2 separate regions of the Mus musculus genome follow, and region 2 is linked to region 1. The links are chromatin contacts, called in public Hi-C maps. All regions are on one chromosome and are shown on one strand. The core of a region is the stretch at or near the end of the contact, and the rest is flanking DNA. Distances in the headings are between cores, read along the strand shown. Region 1 holds the start of 1700036G14Rik (RIKEN cDNA 1700036G14 gene). Region 2 has its middle 40 kb from the start of Gm31419.

Region 1 (6,755 bases), core at 3,400-5,899:
TGGTTTATGCAGCCTTTTATGTCTCTGAGTATTTAATGGCTAAAGAGCCCCCACAGTGTAAGAAAAAGAAGCATGCCAGTTACTGTCTCCTTGCTGTGACCAAATACTTGAGTGGGTTGCTGGGTGTCTTTGTCCCTCTTCCCAATGTGGCCATATTGAATAAATGTCCTTTTCTGCTCTCTATTATTAATTTGGTTCTTTTATTAGCTTATGTAGGGCACATGGGTTGACCTGACTTGGAGTACAAGTTGTGAGCCCTAAGTTCTACATCACTGCTTAATAACCAAATTTGGAAAATCTGGGACTCTTCATGGGAACTTCACTTTCACCAGAAATTCAAGTAAGCCCTACACTTGACACCAGACCCATTGCAGTATAATAAATCAGTTAACCAAGCAACATTTGCCAGGAGACACTGGAAGATCAACACCCAGTTTGATAAATGGTTAATAATGATAATGTGCACACACACAGAGGCACACACACATACACAGAGGCACACACACACACACACAAACCATACACAAACATACACACACACACCATGAGCTGGGGGCGGGGACACACTCATCTTTTGTGTGTATTTTCTTAGAGTTCATTCATCAGAGAGCTGGAAGGAAACTCAGAGAGTTTATATCCACATGTGAAGAGCCATGGTTGAGGATTCCACCTGGTCTGAGGTGACAGCACAGTAGCACACAATTGTACACAATAACACACAGAAGCAAGACAATAGCAGAGCCCCTGGTGTTTGTCCACACCATTCCCAACTCACTTTCCCTTTTGCTTGCCCTAATTCTGAGCATCCACAGGGAATCCCCTGGTCTCTACCTCTCTCCTTTTCCCACAGTCAGTGCAGCTATCCTGGCTGTTCACTTGCAGGCAAACTGACCAGAGCCCATAGGATGGTGCAGCCCCAGGACCTTCGTTCTTGTTTCTAAGGAGTTCTAAGGAGATGGTATTTGGATTGTTTGCAGTGTAGGTGTTTTGTACCAAACATCCAGCTTTCCTGCGGCTTCCCTTCTGTTAAACTATTGATTCTTTGTCTGGGCAGCTGACAGGCAGCTTTGATGTGGGGATCTGTTGTGGTTTCTAGAGGAAGGAGATATTGGTGGGAGGATTTACAGCTGTTTGAAGAATTCTCCTTCCCTGGCAATTGTTCTGGAGGAGGCGACTGCAGGTTTCCTTGGCTGGAGGCAGCTTTCCTGAACTCTGTCTCTCCCAGAGAAGGAGAGAGAGAAAGCTGAAGTGCTTCCAAATAAAGATCGGAGATTGGATCTGAAGGGATTTGTTTTTAAGCAGTAAGAAATTCCAGATGCAGCCCACAGCACCAGCAGTTTGCTCCCTCCAGGCAAAGGGGCTGCCTTGGTAGAAGGGAGACAGGAAGGACACGGGAGGGCTTTACTGGCCGCCTCACCTACACATTTTCCTTTTACATTTTTCTGCCATTTGAGATTTCCCTGCTCTGTTTACAGCAACTTTCAGCAAGTGAACCGTGCTTTCTGGGGACCCCAACTTCCTTCCGTCTCTCTACAGCAGCACAAAAGTCAAGATTTTAATGCGTGGCACTGTGTTTTAATAGACCATTAAACTACAGCACCACACATTACCCAGCTAAGACACAACTGCAGACATAGCGAAGATGTGCTCTTGGGAAAGCACTACTTACCTTAATGGGAAGAGGCTGTGTGAGCAACTGAGCATCCCTGCAAAGCAAGCCAAGAGGAAGGGACTGGGAGAGAGGACAGACAGGAGCCTTGATGTAGGAGAATCAAACCCTCATCTCAAACCCTCTTTAGCAAAGCAGGGAAACTCTGGCCAATGACCTGTCAGTTGCATTATTGAAAGACGTTTGCCAACCCATGAATTTTAAGGTCCCTTGGCATTCTAGGCCCATTCCCATTGGTCTCAAGGTTGAAGAAACTTTGAGATATGTGATCAATTGTCTTAGGGTACGTATGTGTACATACATCATATACATATACATATACATATACACACATATACATATTCCTAATATACCTCATATACCTATACATATACATGGGGGAGAGAAAGGGGGCAGGGATCGGAGGGTTCATTTTCACGGTAGTTCTTTCTGTCTCAATAACATATAAGACTTAGGATCTGTCTCTTTTGCCATTTCAGAGAGGGCTAGAGCAAACGGTGTCTAAGAGAGAAGCAGAGGGATTCTCTCGGGCTGTGACGTCAGAGAGAGACCCCCCCTATCCTGCCACTGTGCAGGTCATTTTCCACCCACCTTGCTCTGCATCAGGAAAATCTCTCTGAGAACAGGAGTCTTCCAAGCCTTGCATGTGTGGGAGCTGTGAAAAGCATTTCCCCACCAAAAAAATTCCATCTCCACTCGCAGGCTTTTTCCTTGGATTCTTCCCGACTCCACAGCAACATTATAAAACCCTATTGCATACGTACTTGAGATAAAGGAGGATCTACTCCCCAAACACACTCTATATGCACACCCAGGCCTGCAGGAAACAGGAAGAAATGGAAAGACAAGGGAAATAACCCCCAAATCAGAGTACAACAAGACTTTTCCAACCACTGAAATAGTCTGCTCTTTCAGCCTTGAAGTAATCGCTTTTTTACTCACCCAGGGACATTTTATTCTAGGTGAGCGGACAGGAATGTTAATTCCATCCATGCTCCTTTCCAAGGATTGGCTTGAGAAAAGGACTCCCTCTCTCTCCTTTTAAATGAAGGCTTGGTGAAGAGGGCACACGGGCCAGGTCTGCAGGTGAGATTTGAAATGGATCTGGGTGGGGCCCTGTCCTCTCTTTGACTGGACCGTGAAGCCTGGAGGCTCCCTTCCACCTTTCTGTCTTCTAGGGAACTTGGAACACAGATACACAAGGGCAACTTTTAAAACATTATTTTTCTTTTAAAAATTCAGTTACGCAGGACGGGGGATGCAGCTCAATGACTGGGCACGCTTGTGCAGAATAAGTGAGACCATGGGTTCAATTTCCAGTAGCAAATAAAAGAAAAAATTTTTAAAGAAATGCATGTCTAAACCCTTCCATATATATATAAGATATATTTTACATATATCATTGCAAATCAACAGCATGGGAAAGTAGAACGTGAAAAAAAATGAAGAAAATGATGCCCCCCCTTCACCTTTTTGTTCCTCCATGCTTTTCTTTGGGCCATTATCATTTGGAGAGACCCATCTTGCTTATTTCAACTCAAGGGACAATCAGATAAACATCTGTAGAGAAAGGAGACAGAAACATGTCTTCCTGCCCTAGTCTTCTGCAACTTAGAATGAACTCAACATGTCTGGGCAACATCTTCAAGATCAGCTACAATCTGTGTAGCATCAGTGAAGAGCGAGTTTGTGGAGAGATGCTGGGAAGGGAACAAAGTCTGGAGGCCAGACATGACCTAAGAGGAAACAGGAACTGAATGTGAATTTCTTCTCATAGTTTTATGGTAGCTATCTCTTCCCTCCCACCTCCTATTAACAGAAGGATTGTAGACAAGCAAAGACAACATTTGATGGCCAATGTATGGATTCACCTTAAGTGTCCTGAATTTGTTCTGATCTTAAAACATTCAATTATCCTCTCACTCACTCAAAAACCATGCATATTTGTCTACTTGCTTCTCATGGTAAATGGGATTAGTGAGCAAATACCTCATCCTTCTGTCCATGTTCTTGGAACCATGTACCTTGAAACTCTGCATTGTATATGTGCTAAATGGAATCCCTGTATCTGAATGGAATGGGTCACACATCCTCCTCTGATGAATGGGGTATTAGTATATCACAGGTGATGTGTTTTATAAAGCCAAGGATATGTTTTATAGAGCTTGGTATGGTATGATAGGAGGGGGGTACCTCAGTGGGCCCATGCTAAGGCATCCCTCCCCCCTGAGGTACCAGCCATCCACAAGTGTAGTATAGAATAGAGTTTATTTGGGGGCATAGGGAGGGGAGTTGAGAAGGGAGTAGAGGTAGAGGCAAAGAAAGAGAACAGAGAGGGAGAGGGAGAAGAGGGAGGGGGAGGGGGAGAGGGAGAGGGAGAGATCAGCCAGGAACATGTAGAAAGAGAGGTGGAGGGGGAACAGGAAAGAGGGAGAAGGGGGTCCGATAGAGAAAAGGGCAGATAGAGAGAGATGGAGAAGCCAAACAGTCCTTTGTAAGGGTCCATGATTTTCTAAAGAATGATAGCCCAGACTCAAATAGTATGTAAATGAAATGAGTGTTTTATTTTGCTGAAGTCCAGTGTTCTGGGGTCTCCCATGACCAAGCTAGAGAAACACCCAAATGCACTTGCAGGCCTGATTTAAAGCACATTAGGGAATTCTGGGGTAGGTGACCTCTATGTTAATCTGTTGTGTCCATCTCTCCAGACATTCCATTTCTGTAGTGTGGGGGCTAGAAACTTGCTGGAGAGGTCTGGAGACTGTTGCTGAGGAAGTCTGGAAACTGCTGCTGACCCATTGTCCTTGCCTCAGGGCAGGTGACAGGGCAGCTTCTGAGGCCTGGACTTGCCTGAAATTGCCCAGTTCTTAGAAACAGACATTTAGGCCTAGTCTCCTGAACTGCCAATTTGAAGCCTGTCATGGAGTCAGCCTAGCCTTCTCACCCTTTTATAACAAGCCAGGACTACCTGACTGTTGCTAGGTAACTGTTGGGCGGAGCGTAGAAGGAATACCAACAACAGGTAAGCTGTCTTGTTTCCTCTGCCTTTCTGATACCACCATGAAAAGGATGGGCTCCAACTAGCCCTTAGTCCTAAGAAAAGCATGAGAAACCCATGAAGCAGGGCTTTCCCAGCTCCGTCGCCCAGCTGAAGAATAGGTGTCTGAACAGGCCTGAGCCAGCCTGAACCAGCCTGAGCTGGCCTGAACCAGCCCAGCAGCCAAGCTCCATCCACATCAGACCTAGGAAAGACAAACATTGGTGGTGGCTAGCTACCAGCGCTTTGCAGTTCCCATTTTGCTGCAGTTTGATAGTCATGACTGGTATAGACACCTTCAGTCTTCCAGGCACTTGATAGGATGCCAGAGAAGGCAGGAGGCTTTACCAGGCTCGCTTTCCATTAGAGCCCATTACAATTTACATACACACCTTGCCCACTTAGTCTTTTGTGTGGCCAGTTTTGAGATGAGGAGTCTGAGACATAAGAAGGCTAGCCAGCCCATATCTCGAGCTGGAACTCAAACCTGGGTCTTCTAACTCCAAGTGCTAGGTTTTCCCACCACCTCATAGGAACCTGCACCTGCTTTAGAAGTCAGCATCTCTGGCTGGAGTTGCAGATGGCTCTAAATCCGGTGGTGGGTATTTGAAAAGTGACCCAAAGGGTGCTGTTCTGTGAACTAGAGGACAAGGAGAAATAATTGTCGTTTTTTACCGCCCCAAAATGGTTCCCCCTTTGCAATCAAACCAATCTCTGTTTACAAGTATTTAGCATGGTTCTAGAAATTGCATTTTGAAATTATGCGAACAGAGAGAGAAAAGACAGCCCACACAGTGAGTGATTTCTCGTGGGTAATTGGCTGCTGGTTCTGGCTCCAATGATGCCGTCTTTTTAGAGTATAATTAGTGATTTCAAAGGAAACTGTTAGAGATGGCTGAAATCTCCAAAGAAAGGCTTTTGTAGCTCCTCCTATCAGGGCGCTTCTAAAATGCGTGCTGACAAAACACTTTTTGTTCTTTTCTAATGACCTTTCAAGCTACTTTCTAAAATCCTGGTTTCTAAGACTCAGAGAGATTGATCCTCTCCTTTATGCTCAAGGTCACTTCATGATCAAGATGGCTGCTTCAGACTGAGCCTTTACAACTGCGTTTAAACTTCAGGGGGAAGGAAGGGCTGGCTCCTCCCAGCTGAGTCAGTTATTTTTAGGGAAGACATACATGTCCAAAGTTCCATCACACAGCTCTTACTTACAACCCATTGACTGCAATGGCGACACCCAGGCATATCTGGCTGTGAGAGAGGCTGGGTCAATGGAGCTGAAAATTAGGGTTCTTTTGCTAAGGAGGAAGACAAGAATAGAGGTTGGGACAGAAAGCGAGTTTCAGTCATCAAATGTAACAGTAAAGAATCACAGCTTTGAGTGTGAGGTGAGGGTGATTAGAAATCCACAGTAAAGCAAAGGTGTTTGGCTAACTCTCAGACCTTGGCTAGAGAAGAATGTTGCCTTCTGACTCACTATGTTAAAGATGCTGCCCCTGATTTGGATGGAGCCGTGTAGAGTTCATCGCACTCTCTGCAGACAACGCGGATAGGAAATGTTGCACTGTTAATCAGGATCTGAGAGCTCTAGGAAGGCTGAGAGCCTGGGTAAAAGCTAGCAAGAGAAAACTTAACAGGAGGAATAATCAGCCTTGATCTTCAGACTAAGAAAAATAACGGCACTCTGGTTTTGTTTCCAGGAGATACCTAGAATAGTCAAGCCTAAAGCGGGTGAAATAGGATCCAGGTTGCCAGGAACTTGAGGGGGAAGGAACTGCTACTGTTTTGTGGTATAGTGGCTTTATAGGTGTCCACCAAGCCATGGGCTAATGGTGTGGTTCCAGAGTGATGTTAACAGACAGTGGAGAAACCTTTAAGAGGTAGGGCCTGGTTAGAGTTTAAGTTACTGGGTGTATACCCATGAAGAAGGGGGATATCAGGACCTGATCCTCTCTATGTCTTTGTCTCTGTCCCCACCTCCTCCTCTCTTCCCACTTCCCAGCAGCCACGGGGTGAACAGTGTTTGTTTTGTTTGGTTGTTTTCGATGT
Region 2 (6,561 bases), core at 763-3,262, 210 kb after region 1:
AAGCAGAAAGCTAGCGGCTCTCACTAGCCTCCCCCTGCCAATTAAAAACAAAGCGTCCTTCTAAACAGTGGGTTTCATAGAAAAGAAGAGGGAGGTAGACGGTCGCCTGCCTCTTCCTTCCCTTTCCCAGGTTCAAAGCAAGAAACAATACCCTGGCAAAGGCAGTCCAAGAATGAGATATTGCAATTTAGCTAATGGTCTCTACAGGAAGCAGAAGTCATTTCTTTGCCACTCTGTGGTACTTAGACGGCATCGAGAATGTTGGCTTTCTCCTGACCTTGCTTGAGCTGTCCACGGGCATTGTCCACAGTCACGTGCTTGTGTCAGTACCACAGGCTTGGGCGAACAGGTCATGGGGCATGTGCACTTGCCTCTCTGGAAGTCATGAAGCAGAGCAGGTGGCCCTTCCCGCCTTCACTTCTTGTCATCGTCTGTGATGGAAATTCCTTCCTGAGCAGATAGGACCCCAGCTATGTGGCTGCTTGGTTGAGGCAAAGCAAGAAAGCTCAGTTCCAACCCTAGAAAGCCCTTATAGATGTCTTATGTGAGTTCCAACCCTAGAAAGCCCTTATAGATAGATGTCTTATGTGAGTTTGCCATCAGGTTATCTCCCCTTACCTAAAGCCAGGGCTGATCTTCCTTTTACTCCCTTAGTTCCTAAGGCCTCCAGGGCTAGAATCAGTCAGTCTGATACCTACTTAGGCAAGGCCTTATTATTCATTCAAGGTTTCATCTGCTTTAAAGTCACTTCTTAAGTACCTATTACAGAAACAGGTAACTTGAATAAATCAAGCTAGCATGGGCTAGGTTGGAACAGGGCTTAGCTCAGTGGCAAAGTATATACCTAGCAGCATAGATGTGTCTCTGTATTTGATTCCCAGTACCATGGGGGGAAAAAAAAGAGAGACATAGATCATACTGTAGTAAGAATCCTAAAATCTCAGTAGTCAAAAAAAAAGTTTATTGGCTATGCCATATATTTGCCAGGTTGCCAAAAGAGCTATATGTCAGAGCCATTCAATAAATCAGAACACCACCAGTGACCAAGGGATGGGGGGGAGTCATCATGATGGATGCAACCTTTTTACATTATTAGCCAGAGTTAGTCTCATGGCTTCATCTACCCCCAAAAGGACCAGAAGATACAATTCTCTTTGTGTATCTGAAGTCACAGAGCCAGAAGTATTGATCAAGCTCCAGAAATGACTATGCACTCTCAGGTCAGCTGTTTATTACACTTAGAAGGAAAATTAAGGTCTGCAGAGTAAAGAATTACCCCTTGTGGTCCTATTTACTATTTGTGTTCCATTCTCACATTCTAGGCAGTGATAACCAGAAAATCGGATGACGGTGTTTCTGATTCATACCTGGTGTTTACCTGATGTACTCAGTTCTCTAGGTGGCTTGCCGGAGAGAACCCAAAATTACATAGGTATGTGCTAAAGATGAAAAGGACAGGGTGAGAGTGTGTACAAAGAATATGCTAAACTATTTCAATTTAGTGGGAGAGAGAAAAGGAGGGAGGGAAAGGGGGAGGAGAGAGAGAGAGAGAGAGAGAGAGAGAGAGAGAGAGGCAGAGACAGGACTCTCAGAGGGACAGCAAGTGGATGGAAATGAAACTGGACAAGGGTAATTTTGGCTGCAAGCTGCTAGTTTTCTGGAAGCATGAAAACAGAAGAGTCAGTGTAAAGATTATTGCATCAGGCTGAACATGAATCAGTTACAGCTTGGAGCAGAGTCTGGAGGAAGGAGACATCGGAGATTACGGTGGAGGCATAATTGATGCAGGGAGGCAGTGGTGAGCAGAAGGATGGATGTGTGTGTTGTTCTTGGACCCAAGAGGATTGCAGCACTTCTGTAGGGATGCTTCTCTGTGGCAGCAAGAATCTGCAGTCCAAAAACAGAAAGGCACAGAAATGATATTTCTCTGGCCTTGCAAATGCTGTAGATGTGCTCAGTACAAAACGCAGCAAAGAAAGAAAGAAATTCCAAATGTGGCCAGTGATGTAATGCTGAGTGTCTATCCTCAGGAAGAGGCGTCCAGAACTCCTCGTGCACCTTAAGTAACGATTTCAGAGAATCGGTCTGTGAAGGGATCCCACACTCAATCTGTTGGCAGATTCCATTGGCTCTGCCCTCAACTTACAACCTCAGTAAACTCTATCTCAGCACCACCTGCCACCTTCCTCCGAGCCACCATGATCTCTTGTCAGGTTTTCCTGCAGCAGCCTGTCTTACCGTTGAAAGCCCAACTCCCTAACTCTTATGAAGCTGTGTTAGGTGTTTTGTTTGAAATGGACCATTTCTCTATCTGAAACTCTTCAGGGATTTCCAACTCCTCCCAGAGGATCTCAGGGCCTTCCTTGGTCCTAGAAAGCCCTATAATACACGGACTTCTAAATCTCTATGCACTTGGTTCCTTCCTTTGTTCTCATTTGACTGGGGACACATGAGTATTGCTACTCCCTCTGCCAAGCCTCAGTCTCAGGGTCTTTGCACAGGCTGTCTCCAAGCTTGGGAGTCTCTACATCCAGAAATCTGCACTGGGGCTCTCCCTCCTTCTGATATCTGCCCAAGCATCATTTTATCAGTGAGGTCTTTGGCACCCAGCCTATTCAATGGAAAAGCCCAGCTGCAGCCTTGAAAGATTAGGCCCCTAACTCTTGCCTTAACCAGTTTTGTGTGAAGAGCTTGTTATGTGCAACATTTTTTTCTATCTTGTTTAGTCATAGTGTAAGTGGGCTCCGGGTGATGGGACAGGAGGATTCTTGTGTGATTTGTTCACTGCTGTAATTCTAGCACTGGGAAGAGGAGATGAGCCCAATTAATGAGTGCTGATTTGATAGAATGAAACCCTAACCTTATCAGTGCATCGGCACAGCAGGGAAGGACACTCAAGAGATAAGCACTTCTTCTTTTTTTTTTTTTTTTCTGAGATGCTGTGTGTAAACCTGGGGATCTCCTCCTCCTCCCTGCTTCTGGCTGCCATGGATACAGGTTTCTTCAAGGGGGTCAAGGATGTGACAGATGCTTTACATTAGCTTTTATGTTCCCCATAAAATTAGCAAAAAGCAAACCTTGAATAACAGAGCTGTGATTCTATCTCGCACTTCTGATCTGACACAGACCGTAAGAGCTTGGATCTGGAGGCTAAAGGCTGTTTCCAGAACCTTCAATGGGATTACACCTGTGTAATTCATTTACTCTTACTCATTTTATAGATGTTTACAGGCAGAGAGGGAGAGGAAAAAAATCCACAGAGCCAGCAACAACCAAAGGGGAGGGAGGAAGACAAGTAGTGGTTTTCATTTCTAAATTATAATCATTACATATGGCACAATATCCTGCCAGACAATAATACGTATCAGATAAATGAGAAAGCACGGTTAACATCAAGGTAAACACAACGAGATGGCTTTGTAAAAGAGGAGCATTACTTTGCTTCAGCTTTGGAATATGATTTTCAATATAGCAATTTCAATTCGCATGAAAAGTCAAGAGACTAATGGATTTTCAGCCAAGGGGACTGGTATAGGAAATATGATCAGAGACTGCCCAGGAGGACATTCAAAAGGCCTCTGAACTGCCCTACCCCAGCTACACAAGTACTAGCAACCCATGAGCTTTCATTACGCATGCCCGAGTTTCTAAAGAAACAAAACACAAGAGAAAACAAAGCAGTCATGCAGCTAGATTTAGGGCAGTGACAATCAGCCAGGCCTATTTTTAAAGATGGGCTCTCATTATGTTCCCCAGGTTGGTCCTGGAATTCTGAACTAGAGTAATCTTCCTACTTTAGTCTCCTGAGTGACTTGGGCCATCAGTGCACAGAACTGTACCTGCCTTGAATACTCTAGTATATTCACTCCACGGCTGGGCTGGGGAGGTAGCTCAGTAGTTACAAAAGCTTACCGTGTAAATGTAAGTACTGGAGTTTGGAGCCCAAGAAGCTATTTAAATGCTGGGCAGATATGGCAGCCCACCTGTAATTCTAGTGAAGAAGAGACAAGGATTCCCAGAACAAGCTGGCTAGCTCAGCCAGCCCAGAATGATAATTACGATTCAAGTGAGAGACCCTGCCTTGGTGACTACAGTGAGGGACACCCACAACCAACAAAGACAGCTTTGACAGCATGGCAAGCAAGCACCCATACACATGTGAACATGTTCACACACGCGGACCATACAATACATTTATAAAAGAAAGCATTTACCTGGGGATTTGCTTACAGTTTCAGAGGTTTATTCTGTCACCAGCATGGCAGGGAGCATGGCAGCACACATGCACTGGAGCAATGGCTGAGAGCTACATCCTGATCTAAAAGCGAAGGGAGAGACTGGGCCTGGCATGGGCTTTTGAAACCTAAAGCCCACCCTCAGTGACACACGTCCTCCAACAAGGTCACATCTACTCCAACAAGGCCACATCTCCTAATCTTTCCAAACCTGTTAATCAGGGTTCCTTCCTAGTGTCCAAGCATTCAAATATATGAGTCTATGGGGGCTATTCTTATTCAAGTCACCACAGTTCAGGAGTTCAAGTCCAACCTAAGCAACATAGTGAGGCCCTCCATCTCCAAAAACCGAATTAAAAAAAAAAAGAGTATTCAAAAATGACCTGTTGGAAGTATTGATGGGGAAATGACCCTTTCCCTTATACCTGGCATGTCCTAGATAACAGGCCATATACTTTCCTCGACCAGTAAGAAAGATAACTTTCCTCAGCTTCAGTTGAGAAGAACCATTAAGACTGTCAAAGAGTCTTTTCCTGTGGCTGTCTAGCCATAGGCCACTCAGTGGATTCAGCTTACTCTGTGTGTGGGCTCCTTATGGCCTCCAGAGACTATGTATGCAATTTTATGGAGGTTTTTCTTGTTCCAATCAGACAAGACCTTTCAAATACATACTATTGTATATAAGAAAACTGTCCACAAGATGGCTATAAAATTTAGCAATTCAACCCACAAGTAGTTTTTGAGCACATTCCATTATGTGAGACATTATTCTCTACGGCATAATTGCATTTCGTAAACAAAATGGACTAAACATCACTGCCCCCATAAAGCTTCTATTCTATGTATGAACAGGGGAATGGACAATACCTCCACTAAAAGACATTATATATTCTTATTATGCATTCTTTAGATAGCAACTGCTATGTGCAGTAAAGAAATATCAAGGAGAGAAGGGCCATGGAATGAGAGTGAACCTTAGAGAGAATTAGGCCGGCTTTCAGCGGAAAAGAGATTCACGTGGAAGCTTCAACAACATCTTCCAAATGGTCTACCTGTTGTTGGCAGAAAGCATCTACCATTCATTCGTGACCCAGTCATTTGGCTGTTATGACATGGACGGGTTGTGGACACAATCTAAGAGAAGCAAAGTAGAATGAGAACATCAGGATTGGGACACTTGCAGGGAATCGGATGGCTGCTTTAATTACATGTGATCCTCTCCCAGCTAGGGCCAGGGCAGTGTGACCTCATGCCACTCGCCCTCCACAGTCCCTCACAGGCATCTCTGAGAATCTTGAAGGATTGCTCAGAAATGTGGAGAGACCCAGAACCCATGACAGAGCTAAAAGTTTCCAAGGTCAATGGACAGTGCAATGTGTCTACTGCTCTCTGCTAGGGGAAGGGTGTCACCCTGTCCCTCCTCTGGTTAGAAATTTTTCATGACCCATTGCCATTCCAGGAGCACTAAGCTATAGAAACTCAGAATACTGTTTCTGTGCTTAAAAGTTCTGGACTACTTGGGATAACATATGGCGCTACCTTCTCCTTTCTCCTAGGGTTCCTCCTCTCTAGCTTTTGCCTCCTCCTCTTCCTCCTCCTCTTCCTCCTCCTCCTCCCCTCCCCTTTTTCCTCCCACTCTTCTGACTATGCTTGGTCTCCTTAGGGTTCACAAACTACTGACTCTCGCTCCTGAGAATAGTCGCTCCACAGAGACTATGCTTGAGTTTAGGGTTTTGTCCTGTGCTTGTCTGGTGACGGATCTCTGTTTATGGACATTGTCCCTACCTCTGACTTTCTTCTATTTTTCCTTACAGCCTTAAGCCAAACAGGAAGAGCCAAAGCTTGCAAGAGTCTTTATCTGAGATGCAGGGTTTTACAGCCAGAGTTTTCAGTGACTGAAGTCCTCCCCATACCAGAGACCTGTACAAGGTCATCACTGTTTCGCTTCCTGGTACCTTTGGAAATGCAGGGAAATTTTTACACTGGAAAACATGTGTGCCAGGAAACCTGAGTTTTGGTGTGTACTCAGTTTGTAAATTGTGTCTTCTAAGCATATGCTGTGGCAGATGGTAGGTGCTTTCATGGTGTGTTAGGTTAGATGGGATCCCCGCAGACCCATCTGTAGTCTCTAGAGGCCAGGACATTCTGGTAACCAAGAAATCCATCAAGCCAAGAAGACTCTTAGAATGGCAAATAGCCATAATGTGTCGGCACTGGATGTGTGCTACTGAAAACACCAGAGCTTCTCCACTCAGAGAGAGAGAGAGAGAGAGAGAGAGAGAGACTAAGCTTAGCCCAGGATCAGGGCTTCTGCTGGGAAGGCTGT

Evidence for each region. A called contact is a pair of places that touch in the nucleus more often than the background predicts.
Region 2: a Hi-C map of cerebral cortex shows a contact between it and region 1, with 2.3 times the contacts expected there. The contact joins the enhancer-like site here to the promoter of 1700036G14Rik in region 1. A contact is called at or near these places in 4 of 484 Hi-C or Micro-C datasets (cerebral cortex, forebrain and nephron progenitors) and 1 of 115 datasets of contacts at active chromatin or transcription factors (neural progenitor cells).

What each region holds. Positions count from the first base shown.
Region 1 is chr3:85,312,870-85,319,624 of GRCm38.p6, forward strand. 1700036G14Rik (RIKEN cDNA 1700036G14 gene) reads left to right here and starts at 4,650. Exons shown (of 3, transcript NR_040542.1): 1 at 4,650-4,691.
Region 2 is chr3:85,528,944-85,535,504 of GRCm38.p6, forward strand. It overlaps Gm3740. Among named protein-coding and RNA genes, the nearest start is that of Gm31419, 40 kb to the left of the region's middle. Within about 2 kb of position 2,013, at least 18 of the 459 cell types and tissues checked have an H3K27ac peak or open chromatin away from gene starts, as enhancers often do. A contact at or near this core is called in cerebral cortex, where this site is marked.